Regions from separate parts of the Drosophila melanogaster genome. Here regions 2 and 3 are each linked to region 1. Evidence: chromatin contacts called from public Hi-C and targeted proximity ligation data. All regions are on one chromosome and are shown on one strand. The core of a region is the stretch at or near the end of the contact, and the rest is flanking DNA. Distances in the headings are between cores, read along the strand shown.

Region 1 (2,923 bases), core at 44-2,543:
TCATCGTACTTGGCCAGAATGGCATGGCAATCGGCGTAGGCCTGCATCTCCAGCAGCGTTTCGATTAGATTCTCGTGAATGTTCAGTACGCTCATGATCGAGGGTATCTCCTTGGTGAGATCGCGAAACATTTTAGCCGCCTCCTTCAGCTTGCCCAGCTTGCGGGCGCACATGGCAAGCCGTCGCTTGATATAGATCAGCACATTGGTGTCGCGCCGATGCATGCCATCCGCAATGGCGCCCTGGTGTTGGGTGGCCTGCGACTTGCGGTAGTTGATCTCGGCGACCTTTAGGGCCGTCTTCAGGATCTTCTCCGCCTCCATAATGGTCATGGCTTCCTCCTCGGCCAGCAGTATATAGGCAGGTGCACATTCCGCATTGATTTCCAGAGCACTGTGAGCGGACTTGATGCGCTGCATGGGATTGCGTTCGCGCCAGGCCGTCTGCATGATCTCATACTCCTCCTTGCGGGCATCGCCTTCGCAGGTAAAAAATGTTTGATGGTCCTGGGCACTTAAGTTCATGTCGTAGTAGGTCAACGGCTCCTTGCTGGTGGCCCAAAAGAATCTCTGGTACTCGGCGCCGCGAAATAGATTAAGTGGATTTCGCCAGACCTTACACTCGGGCATTTGGGTGCCCGTACTTGTGGTGGCGCTGCCACTGCCTGATGCCCCTGCTCCACCCGATCCTCCTCCGCCTGCTCCGCCATTGCTGCTGCTGCTGGAGCCACTGCTGCTGCTGCTGCCACTGCCATTGCTGGACTCTGATTGGCCATCGCTGCCATTTATCCAGGGGCTAATGTGGTTGATAGAGACTTGCTCTGCGAAACAGGGACAGTGAAACAGAATAAGAAGGAAGCGGAGGAAGGGGAACCCCACTACTCACCTATAAACGAAGTGCCATACTTCCGGAAATACCACCACTCAAAGATCAGGATCAGGCCCGAGATCAGGCTGGAGGTCCCTGTGAGCGCCACGTAGAACTTAGGCGTCAGAGTGCTGAGAAACATGGACGAATCCCACATCCTGCTGCCTGCTGCCCCCTGCCTGCGAAGTTCTGTATTCGACGCTCGTTTCGCTTTGGCCCCAGCTCCGTCCGGATTTTGCCGCTCTCCGGGATTAGCTTGTGCCTGGGGGTTCGCGGATACTCTGTGCTCTGGCACTGACCACCGCCGAGGGGTTAGATCAATTAACGGTTGCCTTTCTTGGCGCTATCCTTGCGCGTATCCTTGCTGCTGATGAGACTTTTTTCAATCAAGTATTCGAAAGGGGATGAGCGGGGGGTAAATACCAGCGCAACGTGACCGTTTCTCGTCGCCTTCTAAATGCCGCTGAACGTACTGGTCACTCTGAAAAGTTCTTGCGGGAAGACCTTTCAACTTCTTTCAGAAATATTCCACGCATGTATCTAAAGTCTATTGCATGGCCAAGAGATATACACATTTCCCACTGTTATCTATTATTACTTATATTTGTTTTAATAGTTTGGTTCTTATTTGTGCTCAACATATTTCGACAGTTATTTCTTACGATCACGCTAAGAACTTACTCTAATAGCAAATAATAACAAAACCGGTCATACATATTAAAATATATAAGCGAACTACCTGATATCTATTTAATGCTAATTGTTGTTTAAATTTAATGAAAAATGTAATTCTCGAACCATCCACTTTTTCCGATATTTTCACGCCTATCGATAGATCCACCTGCGCACCACTACAAAAAATGGCCGCTGAGCTGCAAGTGCACTTTTTTTTATAATAGACCAATCCGATTGAAACAAGCACGCAAAGCCCTTAATTTGGAACTCCTGTTGAACGGAAAGCCATCAGTGGGGCAGTGGAATCATGGAGCAGGTGTCGGATAGTGCGGTGACAACTCTGGAGTCAACCCAAGCAGAGGAGCCACCACCAGGAGTCGAAAAAGTTGAGACTCTAGAACTAAAAACGGCGGCGTTAGAAACACTCTCGGAAAGTGCGGGTCCCACTGATTTGGAGAATGAGCTGGCCAATCTCAACGGATCTGAAGAGGGTCCAGGCTTGGACGAGCTGAGCACTCTGGAGAGGGAGATAGCTAAGCTGCATAACATTCGACCGCCGGATGCGGCGTCCGAAGTTAAGGATTCCGACACACCAATTGCCTTAGCAGACAATGGTGGCTTAGAGCCCCGCCAGGCCCCAGATGAAGCTAAATGTCGAACCCCAATAATCGAAGAAGGCAACGCTGCCTCAGGCAACGGCCAGTCCAGCGAATCCCCCTTGGAAGAGGTAGATCTCATTGCCCTGCTCAAGGGGACGGATACCAGTCATGATCAGCCTACGGGAGAGGAAAAGTGCACATTGGAGAAGGCTCTCTCCGAGCTTGACGGCGTTGGAGAAGATGGGGATGTAGGTGTTACCATCGAGGGCGAAGGGCAGTTCGAAATCATGGAAATTGACGACGACGAGGGGGAGTCATCGAGTCGAAAAGCCAGCCCCAAGGTACCTGCGTCCAAGCCCATCAAATCTAACTCCTTGCCTTCTATATCCAAGCATAAGCTCTCCCCGGAACAAGCCAGAGCTGTTGCTCTGGAGCAGATGGCCGGTCTAAAGCCAAAGTCGCGTCGTAAGGAGCCGCCTGCGCCGCCTTCTGTGGTCGCGCCGATAGATATTGTCAGCTCGTTGAACGATGATTGGGACGACTACGACTCTGAGGAAGACAAGTCGGCTTCCGCGTTGGTGACAGAAGTTATAACTCTGCCTTCAGCACACGTAGTCACTAAGAAGCCACCTCTGCCTGTGAAAAAATTGTCATCCCCAGTTAAGCACAGCCCGAACTCGGCAATTTTGCTAAACAACAAGATCAGCGGAGTAAAAGTAATGTTAAAGACCGTGAGCCAAAAGCAACTTGCAGCCTCAACAGGGGCAGCAGCGGAAAAAACC
Region 2 (2,800 bases), core at 193-2,692, 530 kb after region 1:
ACAGAATTGATTAATACAGAATTAATTTTAGGAGATACGTATATTACTAGAACGTGAAACCACTATGGAATTCTTCGAAATTTCCCCGATCAATACATTTAATATCTTCATTCTCATTTGCAGGCAACTAAAGAGTCGCGGCTACGAGCACGGCGATGATGGAAAGTTCAATGTGCATGATTTTGTGCGTGACAATACAAAGGCGCGCTCGGTTTGCGCCCAGTGCAGGAACATGTAATTGAAATTGGCCAACTTGCGGATGACAGAAGAGCCATATCCTCCCGATCCCGCGCACAAAGACAACAATAAGCCCGCAGCCAGTTGAGATGGGAAGTGGGGCACTCGAAAGGAAGCAGAAGGACACGTTCGATGGCGCAGAGTCGAAATTCTGCATTTATTGAAACAAACCCAAAACGACAAAAAAGAAAATCACACAAAGACACTCGATAAGATTGCACCAATTTTGTAAGACCCTAGACGGAAGGTAGAGTACTCGGCATGTTTTGTAGGTAAATGGGGATTTCGGGGCGGAACGGGACGCGATACGCATAATTTTTATAGGGCAGGCCATTGGCATTGCGGCATCAGTAGGCCCGGTGCATAAATATTAAACTATATATATATATATATATATGTATATATACATACAAATATCCGTATACAACTGCATAAATTACTTTAAGGAGAGAGCCGACGGAACGCAGCAAAATCATGCCACATTGAGATTTATCCAGCACGCCGTTGGATTTCACTGAGGATAGAACTGCTTGGAGAATATATACCTACCTAAATAATCCAGAGGAGATCTCGGGATACTACAATTCCAATTAATGAGAAACAATCACTCAATTTACCTACTATTAGTTCTATTGATTTACTCCTAATTGTTAAGTGTTATGGACTATCGTTAAGTTTTAGGTCCAAACGAGGCCCTGAAAATTGTTTACACACCCCACTAATGAATACGCTACGCAATTAAGTTAATTATTACTAATTACGCCTGTGTAAGCCCAATCAGAAACCCATTCCCAAACCAATTTGAACAGCGCGCCCAGGCAAAGGTGTTGCGAATAATCAAAGGCAGTTGAACAACTTGAACATATACTATACTGAGCTACTACAGCAAAAGATAAAGAATCCGATGCATGCATATATCACGGAATGAATGTAAACTAGCTACTAAAAAGCGTTATATTCAAGCAGACGTCAAGTCTATACCATAAACAGCAAATACATATTTACATTGAATGTGGTTTAAAAAACAAGGCGGCAATTTGTTTCATTTTTGGGAAGTGCCCTACAGTACAATAGCATATTTTGAAATTTGCGCCCAATACAACAGTTGTTAGCAGCTGCTAACTCACATACTCACCACTGCTGTTAAGCGCTACAGGCGATGTTTTGCAAAACATCGCCCAACATCGATATCAAGAGAAACGTCGAGCTATCGAGAAAAATATTGAATCGACAGAACATGTGCTCTAGCTCCAGCCTCGGGAAACAAAACAGCGTAAATTGATAGGAATTTGATAGTTAATTACCTGGTAACTATGGCTGATCATGCTTTTCATCGGCCCGGGCCGCTGAAACAAGCGAACAAGGCTCACAAAACGGGTCGTCATCGCTCCAAAGGAGCAATAGACAATGCCCAAAAAGGTATGTGGAAATCTTAATAGCATCATCCAGAGTTCTAACCCACATGGGCGTTCACCTTTCACAGGGAAGATTGGACTGAGGCCTATCTCCCACAAGCACAAGCAGCAGCAGCGCAAGGAGCAGCGTCGCAACCAGATGAACCAGCTCAGGAAAAACAAAAGGGAGGAGGTGTTGGAGCAAAAGAGAAAACTAGGTGGTCAGAACACAGCTCCCTTTCTTGTGTGCCTACTACCCATGCACGAACAGATTGATCCCATGTCCGCATTGGAAATCCTAAAGAGCTGTGACAGCGAACTGGTCGTGGAGAACTCCCCAAGTGGCATTGTTTACATCAATCTTCCAAGGTTCAAGCAGCGTTTCGCTTTTGTCACACCACCAGTGGGACGCGGAAATGAGCTAATTGCCCTGGATTACCTTAAGGTTTGCGACACCACCCTGCTTTTGACCACCGCAGCCTTTGGCGATGACGAGATCTTCGACCGCTGGGGTCAACGGATCTTTAACATGATGTCAGCCCAGGGAATACCCACTCCGGTAGTAGCCCTCATGGATCTGGAGTCAATCAATCCCAAGCGTCGTCCTGCTGCCAAGCAGGCGGCTCAGAAGGTCATATCTAAGCTGTTGCCCGAGGAGAAGATCATGCAATTGGACACCGCTAGCGAGGCCTTGAATGTTATGCGGCGCATTGGAGGCCAGAAGAAGCGCATCCTCCATAACGTCGCCAATCGGCCACATCTCTTTGGAGATGTGGTAGAGTTTAAACCGGGCTCAGATCCCAGCGACGATCTGGGCACACTAGAAGTTACTGGTTTCTTACGTGGACAGTCTCTTAACGTGAATGGTTTGGTCCACATTCCCGGCTTGGGTGATTTCCAGCTAAGCCAGGTGGTGGCCCCTCCAGATCCGTATAAGCTAGATAAATCGCGCGATGGAGAGAATAGTGAGGTGCGTCTCTTGGATCGCAGTGATCCCTCTAAGCGCACTTCCCTTCAAAGCGAAAACATACCCGACCCCATGGACGCGGAGCAGACGTGGCCCACCGAAGACGAGATTGCCGCATCGCAGGCGGAAACTAAAAAGATGAAGCTTGTTAAGCGTGTACCCAAGGGCTACAGCGAGTACCAGGCTGCCTGGATTCCGGATG
Region 3 (2,976 bases), core at 108-2,607, 620 kb after region 1:
AGCGGTAAAAAATGCAGCAAATGGAGCTCGTGATGCCATGGAAGCTGTAGGCGAGCGAATGGCTACTGGAGCTCGAGGAGCCGTGGATACCGTGGGAGGAGCAGTAGGAGCGGCGGGTAAAGGTGCCCATCGGTTGGCCAGCGATGCAATGCACGCAGTGGAACAAGTAGGAAGTAGTGCAATGCATGCAGTGGAGCAGGCGGGCAGTAATGCGGTCAAAGCAGCCTCGGAAACAAAAGATTCGATGGGCAGGGCTATGGATTCGGTGACCAGCAAGATCTCTACTGAAGTACTGGGCGCCAAGGAAAACATCTCCTCATTGTTTCAGATAAAAGCGGCGAGGGAGGCTGATCCACAGACCACGCCATGTTCCACACCTCGCGGCGAGGATGACTTGTCCTTCAAAGAGGGGGCACCAAAGACCACCACAACGTTGGGTTCCAACGAGGAGGATGAACGAACAACGGCCTCTGTAAACTCAAACCACAATTCTGCAGGACATGGCAATGGTAATGGCAACATCTTCGAGCCAAGCACTACCTTTGAAGACCCTCTAGATGCAGTGGTGGAGCGCAGTAAGAAGGCGATGCAGGATGACATTCGGGCCATGCAACTGAGGGCAAATTCCCATATTCAAGCTGTGGCCCAGCAGAAGGAGGAAGATGCTAAGGGATTCGTGAAGCAGGTGATGGACAGGCTCTCGTGCCGTAACGAAAAAGCGGTCAGGATCGAAGGTACCTTTCAGTATAGTCCTTCAGTATATACTTACCTAAATTCTGCTTACCTTCCAAATAGATGAACTGCGTCCGCCGGCTGGAAGTCACAACAAAAACACAAACAAAGTTAACAGCGAGCTGAGTTTAACCAATGGGCAGGCACATGGTGATCAGTCGCAGGCTTCGCGGGTCTGCACGATTTTATAAAACTTGCACCTGCACTTTTCTGAGCAATTGCATTTGGTCTTTAAGTACAATTTAATAAAAAATAATGCAAACGAAATTCCTATACAAAAGTTCTGCACCGGGCAGTGTGACCGTACTGTGGCGGGAGGAAAACCTCTCAAAAACGAAAGAAAACTTACATATTCCTATGTGAATGACTTCAGTGGAACTAGCTCATTTAGCATAGAGATGGCAATTCGATATTCACGAGAAGTCACATTAGAAAATGATTTTATATTAATATGGTGGGAAAAAAAATAATTATAAAGATGTGCTGGCCTAAATAAATCTGAGAATTTTCCCAAATTTGATCTCTTATACCAACTTTCCCATTGAGTTCGGGGCAGTCATCGTGATTCCTTCACACTCGTGATCAGTAACAGGTCCCCCATAGCTATCGCCCATCCCCAATTGGCACTAGTTCATTCGCGTCTATTTTGTACGCGAAACAGTAAAAAAAAGAAAAGAAATATTTGTACTATTTTTCTAACGTTTATACGCTTTTTATAAATGAAGAACCAGCCACAGATAATGCTGTGAGGACCCGATTCTGATAGGCGAGAGCAATACGCGAACACCCTCCGAAAGGCCCATATCCCCCAAAAAACCGAATCGAGTGCGAAAAATGATGTAAAACGGGGGAAATCTAAACCTGAAAGGCCCCACACAGCACAGCCACAAAATGGAAAGGTAGGTCAATGTGTGGGCGCCCGAAAAGAGTTCAAGTGTGTCACTCAGTATACCCAATTCCGTCTGGAATCATTTGGCAAAAATAGCGTTTATAGACGTGTGAAAAACAATGGACATTTTCGAGCGGAGAGCTCCAAAATTAAAAGTATCCTAACCTCAAAAGAGCTTTTACACAGTACGTGTACGTGTGTGCGCTAGTGATGTCCATACGTGTGTGCGACTGAAAGTGGTTGTGACTTTTAGCTGAAGAAGGGAGCGCGAGGGGCGATCTAGAGGCAACGTGTTAGTGGAAAAACTGCTTTTGAAAAAAGGGGAAAATATCCCCCAAAAAGCCCGCCCAAAAAAGGTCAGTTCGGAATCCTGTCGATCTCGCCTCCGTTGAGATTGTTATCCAATTGGTAAAGTTATCACTAAGTTCTTAAGTTGCCAGAAAAACACATGTAATTTGGCGAGAAAGTAACACGCTGTCAATTCAACACAAAAAGAGAGATACCTGAGTGCTCCATGTGTGTGCGTGTTGTGTTGGCCTCAGTGTCTATCTTGTCTGGTGGGTGAGCAGGGGGCGGGTCAGGTAACTTGTCCGGCGAACGTAAAAACCAGCGTTCAAAAAATATATTAAAAGTTACATGCATGCAAGCAGCGCGCGTTTTATTTTGTTTCAAAATGCATAATCAATCGTATGTTTAATAATTTATGCTCTTTGACGTATATTCGAAGTTTTCATACCATCGAAGTCATAAAAATCTTTTAAGGATTCGGTCATCCGTTATGGATCTTATTTAAAAATTACTCATCACAGTTTGTTTGTGAGTTTAATATTAGTATGGCTCTTTAATAAATGTTATAAAGCCCGAAAATATTTACTCTCGCAAGAATATTGCTTTGAACGCTTAATACGTTAATCATTATACCTGAATGATTTAAAACATAGTTTCACACCGTAAAGTAAGCCAGTTACCTCCTTACAAACATGTATGGATATGTAAGCCGTGTAGTTCCAAATACTTATTTATGTAGAGAGGCTTGCCTAAAGGAGACGAAGGAGTAATATGCTAGTTAGGACACAAAATGGGCTTCAATGCGTTTCACTAATAAGGGCACACAAAGAACCATAGGAACCATATGGAAAGGGGGCTTCAAGGGGAGGAAGTGGAGCTGGAGCCGGGAGCCCAGCTATCAAAGTGTGTCAGCTATTGAATAATTTAGATTTATAATTTCGCAGTTAGGTATTTCGTATGTTTTGGGAATTCCTCACATATTTTTGCATACCAAAAAGCCAAGCCGCCGACTCAACTAATCCCAATCTCCCTTCTCCAAACACAGGCACTAGCAGCAACAACATCAG

The links. Hi-C and Micro-C count contacts between places; a contact is called where the count stands out from the background.
Region 2: a targeted proximity ligation map of the Kc167 cell line shows a contact between it and region 1, with 2.8 times the contacts expected there. A contact is called at or near these places in 7 of 107 Hi-C or Micro-C datasets (the D17-c3 cell line, the Kc167 cell line, the OSC cell line and 3 more) and 1 of 7 datasets of targeted methods (the Kc167 cell line).
Region 3: a contact with region 1 is called in a Hi-C map of the Kc167 cell line, with 2.6 times the contacts expected there. A contact is called at or near these places in 17 of 107 Hi-C or Micro-C datasets (the D17-c3 cell line, the Kc167 cell line, the ML-DmBG3-c2 cell line and 9 more) and 1 of 7 datasets of targeted methods (the Kc167 cell line).

The regions. Positions count from the first base shown.
Region 1 is chr3L:20,807,954-20,810,876 of dm6, forward strand. CG3634 reads right to left here and starts at 1,294. Exons shown (of 2, transcript NM_141003.3): 1 at 886-1,294; 2 at 1-820. The coding sequence starts at 1,024. It overlaps HIPP1 (HP1 and insulator partner protein 1), which reads left to right and starts at 1,716. Exons shown (of 6, transcript NM_141004.3): 1 at 1,716-2,923. The coding sequence starts at 1,850.
Region 2 is chr3L:21,333,773-21,336,572 of dm6, forward strand. Tsr1 (Tsr1 ribosome assembly factor) reads left to right here and starts at 1,443. Exons shown (of 4, transcript NM_141047.4): 1 at 1,443-1,656; 2 at 1,721-2,800. The coding sequence starts at 1,551. Rab26 (Rab26,) reads left to right here. Exons shown (of 5, transcript NM_001300213.1): 5 at 124-1,255. The coding sequence ends at 238.
Region 3 is chr3L:21,432,071-21,435,046 of dm6, forward strand. It overlaps Aef1 (Adult enhancer factor 1), which reads left to right and starts at 1,358. Exons shown (of 3, transcript NM_168903.3): 1 at 1,358-1,631; 2 at 2,955-2,976. barc (barricade) reads right to left here and starts at 1,064. Exons shown (of 7, transcript NM_168902.3): 1 at 785-1,064. It overlaps CG33288, which reads left to right. Exons shown (of 5, transcript NM_206414.3): 4 at 1-734; 5 at 796-996. The coding sequence ends at 923.